2 separate regions of the Danio rerio genome follow, and region 1 is linked to region 2. The links are chromatin contacts, called in public Micro-C maps. All regions are on one chromosome and are shown on one strand. The core of a region is the stretch at or near the end of the contact, and the rest is flanking DNA. Distances in the headings are between cores, read along the strand shown.

The links. Hi-C and Micro-C count contacts between places; a contact is called where the count stands out from the background.
Region 1: a contact with region 2 is called in a Micro-C map of caudal fin, with 3 times the contacts expected there. The contact joins two enhancer-like sites. A contact is called at or near these places in 2 of 18 Hi-C or Micro-C datasets (caudal fin and an unstated tissue).

Annotation. Positions count from the first base shown.
Region 1 is chr20:58,805,924-58,808,623 of GRCz12tu, reverse strand. The region is part of intron 5 of plcb1l (phospholipase C beta 1-like); the gene reads left to right. Among named protein-coding and RNA genes, the nearest start is that of plcb1l, 48 kb to the left of the region's middle. Within about 2 kb of position 1,308, at least 4 of the 62 cell types and tissues checked have an H3K27ac peak or open chromatin away from gene starts, as enhancers often do. A contact at or near this core is called in caudal fin, where this site is marked.
Region 2 is chr20:58,754,360-58,757,059 of GRCz12tu, reverse strand. It overlaps plcb1l (phospholipase C beta 1-like), which reads left to right. Exons shown (of 40, transcript XR_012396244.1): 13 at 1,095-1,195; 14 at 2,065-2,231. Among named protein-coding and RNA genes, the nearest start is that of plcb4b, 57 kb to the right of the region's middle. Within about 2 kb of position 1,344, at least 8 of the 62 cell types and tissues checked have an H3K27ac peak or open chromatin away from gene starts, as enhancers often do. A contact at or near this core is called in caudal fin, where this site is marked.

The DNA.
Region 1 (2,700 bases), core at 59-2,558, 52 kb before region 2:
TACGTTTCAAATATAGATGTAAATAAAAAAAAAGACTTAATGTCAAAAACTCCACAATAAGGTCAGACTTCCTCATCTGATGTGGAGAGAGCAGCTTGTCTGAGCGCAGCCTTTAGGAGGCAGATCTCAGGTCATTGGTCTTGGTTTGCTGCAGTTTGGTCAGAGTCAGTGGTTCTTCTGCAGATGAAGCTGTGCTTCTGCCCTTTCAGTCTCTTTTTGCAATTGTTGAAAGAGATTTCTAAAATCCGTGATTGCCATTCTTTGCATTTTTTTTTTGTTATTCTGTAATCATTGCATGCATCACTAATAAATATTCTAAACACAAAAATATTTTCCATTGTGATGAATATATATATCAGTTAGTGACAATAAAATTGATTGTTTTTGGTTTTGACAGCTGTTTGGGGGATTATTTTATGAGGCCAAACTCTACATTGCTGTAGATTTTGCCTATACTGAAAGGCTGAATACGTTAAAGCCAATACTCACTATAGCCTGACAGATGAACAAATAAAATTAAACCTTATGAATAAATAGTATATCTCGTAAGATACTGCATGATCCAAAAATAGTATTATTTGATACATTTTGTAAGTTTTCATTACTTTTAGGCATGAAATCCACGCTAAATCCACCCTTCTGATGGGATCAGTTTAATCCAGGTTTTTTGGATCAAAGTGATCCAGATCCCACAAAAAAGGTCTGAAAAACCCAAACTAAAGCTTTGATCTGGATCAAAACCAAGATTAGATTACGTGATCTAATCCGATTATGTAATCCGTTTTTTCTTTTGAAAAACCCATTTTCAAGATTTGATCCAATCCCTTATCCAAAATCCCAGTGGATTACTTTTGAAAAACCGGGCCCTGGTCACAACAAATGAGGAGACTTGAACTTCTTTCCAAAGTGTTTTGATATTTAGTCTAGAAATAACATAACAAATAACATGAGGATAAATTAGTACAGTTGAATGGGCACATGTACACAAAATAATCCGTCTCTGCTTAATTAGGTATAATAAAGCATACAGGCTTATCCTAAATAACAAGTGAAGCCCTAAATAATATAAATCAAACAAATAAAGATGACCAGTTAGCAGCAACATGTATATAATGAATCCAAGTGCGTTAATAAATAACTAATTTGCCAAACATCACCACAAATGCAATAATATTGATTAATAGTGCAGTATAAAAGACTTTAACATTTATAGTGGCTAATGAGGCATTTAGCTGTCTCTATATAGCTTAATAATCACTCGATCGGACATGAAGCATCAAGCATTGCATGTCTGGGCATGCCCATACAGATGTAAATGTATACTAATACACTTTAACGAAGCTAAAAACAATCAGAAATAAAGAGAAAACTTACTTTATGGTCATGCACTAACACTTGGAAAACTTAAAACACCAAAACAACTTCAGGAGTGACAGGATTAACCTTCAGCTGCACAGCAGTCGATCTCTGACTGAATAATGAAAGCAGCAGAAAAGTGAAACTATAACTACATCAGGAAATAGACTGTTAAGTTTTCAGAATACAAGTCTGTTAATAAAAGTCTAGCTTTCCTTGGAGCCTTTTCTACATAAAGAGTTGTAAATATATACATAATATAATCAAACCTGTCAACCCTCCCGATTTACTCGTGTTTCTCCCGTATTTTCAGTCTTTCTCTGAAGGTTGGCAAATAAACATTAAAGAGTCGATCCTTCCCTATACGCAACCCATACCGCCGAACCACTAGAGGCCGCCCCTCACTCTTAAATATGAGTCTGTTCTGTGCTTTCGCTTTGTTTATGCACGAAACACTTGGAAATAAATATAAAAACAGTGCAATTACCCTTTCGTTTTCCCACATTATGGTGGGCATATCCCTTATTTTCACATCCTAATGTTGACAGGTATGAATATAATGCTCATTTCTAAATATTTCTCTTCACTATAAATAACTATAGTATTGTAAATGTGCAACGCCTAGTTTAATTAGTGTTTGCTGTTGTTTTCTATACTTTGTGTTTAATACAGCACATTATTGACAGTAAATAACTGGACTGAGCAGTTCTGCCTCATCTGTTTCATTGCCTGTTTTATTGATCACTCAGATGAGATTGATTTGGATTTAAGTTGCTTTGATTTAAAAAAGAAAAGTGCAAAAAGAGCTTAGATGTTTTTTCATTGGAAATGCCACAGAAATCCCCTGCACCGCTGACTTACGTTTAGATTTAGTCACAACAGTAAACAATGTGTCCTAATTGCCATGAGATTATCAGTAGACTGTTGGCTTAGGGTCAGTGTAAGTTGACATCATGTACTTCTAGTCAGTTAAATGTCTGTTGAAGGAGCAGCATCAGCAGATATTAAGCAGACAGTCTACCAATACTCATATTGCGACTTCCTGATGCCTCCTATAAGTCGCTCGAGAGGCAGTGAGGGTCCCTTTAATTTGTGACGCGCTGGTGGCTTTAGACAGACACACTGAGCCCAAGATGTTATATTGAAAACTTTATATAAACTTGAAGCATGACAAACAATACAGCAATTTGTGTGTTGAACACCTGTTTTAATAGCCTATTATTGCGTTGGTGTGATGGTTGTTGCGTGTGCCATTGCGATGCCGTTTGCGATGCCTGTTTTGCGTGGCTGTTTGCCAATACGGCTACCCCACTCTCCTTCTCTCCTCCTAACACCTGTGTGATG
Region 2 (2,700 bases), core at 95-2,594:
ATTCATTATTTACTTATTCATTTTTATTTTATTTATTCGTTATTCATTTATTATTATTATTAATATTATTTTTATTTATTCAATATTAATTATTTATTTATTTTACTTTATTATTCTTTCATTAATTTTTTTGTTTATTTATTCATTTATTATCATTATTTTTATTTTTATTTATTAATTATTATTTATTTATTTATTATCATTATTTTTATTTATTTATTTAATTATTTTATTTTATTTTTATTATTATTTATTCATTATTATTTTATTTATTTATTTATTCATTATTTACTTATTCATTTTTATTTTATTTATTCGTTATTCATTTGTTATTATTATTAATATTATTTTTATTTATTCAATATTATTTATTTATTTATTTTACTTTATTATTCTTTCATTAATTTTTTTGTTTATTTATTCATTTATTATCATTATTTTTATTTTTATTTATTAATTATTATTTATTTATTTATTATCATTATTTTTATTTATTTATTTAATTATTTATTATTATTTGTATTTATTTATTATTTTTTATTATTTATTTATTCATTTATTATTATTTTTTATTTATTTATTTATTTATTTTTATTTATTTATTTATTCATTCATTATTATTTCATTTAATTATTTACTCACTCATTCATTAATTTATTTATTTATTCATTGTTATTTTATTTATTTTTTTATTCGTTATTTATTTAAAAATATTATTATTTATTGATTCATTCATTCTTATTTATTTATTTATTTTTATTTTTTTATTTATTCATTATTTTTATTTTTTTATTTTTTTTATTATTTTATTCATTTATTCATTCATTATTATTTTTTATTTATTTATTCTTTCATTATTATTTTTTATTTATTTATTCATTCATTATTATTTATTTATTTATTATTATTATTATTTTTTATTATTCATTTATTTATTTAATTAAAAGTGTGTGTTGAATAATGTCTATGGAGCCCTAGCTCCCCCTAGTGAGCTCCTGATCTAACAGTCTGCTAGTTTTGATGGCTGTTTGGTGTGCGGGTTTATTCCTCATCTGCAGTTAGTGCTAAACATTATCTGTCTACTTGTCCCGCAGAATGACAGCATTCCTCTGGATACCTTCACACAAGACGTGTACCGCCAGCTGCTGAACAACATCTGTCCACGCAACGACATCGATACCATCTTCTCAGACATGTCAGTTCTCTTCATGTGTGATGGGGAAACTCACACCTCATGCTCTAATTCCTAAAGCACAGTTTGTAGTTTATGCACACACTGTAGCGTCCTGCTCGGGTTTGTTAGTGTGTGTGTGGTGTGTGTAAGCAGCTCACACACATGCACTCCTCAGTTTGTCCACAAGGTGTCATCATTGAAGAGAGCTGCTGCTGTTTCTCAGGCAGAGCGTGAACAACATATGACTGAAGCAGACACACCACTGACATGTGAGGGGGATATGAGACATGTGCAACTTTAGTCTCAATCCATACAGAAGCATTGATATTGCTTAATACATTAGGCCTCGAAACAGCTGACTCTAGGAGGACCAGCGTCTGATGAAGTAGACTGGGATGATATCATGTAAACTAGTTAACGTATGCATTAGACTTCAGACCAAAGTAGCATCAGCTGTGTGTTACAGCAGAACAGAACAAAGCAGCACTCGATAAGAAGATTTCTGATTGAAATACCTGCTCTGTCTATATTTCCCTGAACTAATATACACTACACATGCCACAACACAGTGATATACGGCTGGATCAAGCCTAACCAGTTGGGTAACTAGACACTGGACCCGTCACAACATGTGGGTTTAAACATGCTAAGAATAGAAACGGCCTGAATCATGTTTGTCACATTAGACGAGGAGCTGTAGGAAAAACACAAACACTCGAGACTGATGCTGACACTAACTCATCTTGCATGAGGTCTTCAATTGACTTTGACTGCTGAAGTGTTTTAACTTATGTAACAGTATTTCTGTCTGTCTGTGTGTGTGTGTGTGTGTGTGTGTGTGTGTGTGTGTGTGTGTGTGTGTGTGTGTGTGTGTGTGTGTGTGTGTGCAGAGGCGCTAAAAGCCGTCCGTACCTCACCGTGGAGCAGATGACGGATTTCCTGAACAACAAACAGAGAGATTCTCGCCTGAATGAGATCCTGTACCCGCACCTCAAAGCTGAGCAAGTGCAGGCATTGGTGGAGAAATACGAGCCTGACAGCATGCTATCTAGCAGAGGTTGGTGTATTCAGCTGTCACTCAAATAGACTCCGCCCACAGTCTGCTGCTAGGTTACAGCAGTTCACAATCATTTAACATTAAATAGAACGTTTATAAAGTTTAATAAGTAATAAAGTTTGTGTTGGGACTATACTGTGACACATCCAGTACATCCAGAGCATTTATTACAGCTCAAATACTCATACAAAACAGCCATGAGCTCATTAACATATGACACACCCACTTTAATTATAACTGAGCTCCTTAACATGACACACCCAAACTAATCATAACTGAGCTCATTAACATATGACCCAGCCCCACCAATCGTAACTGAGCTCATTAACATATGACCCAGCCACACCAATCGTAACTGAGCTCATTAACATATGACACACCCACACTAATCATAACTGAGCTCATTAACATATGACCCAGCCACACCAATCGTAACTGAGCTCATTAACATATGACCCACCCACACTAA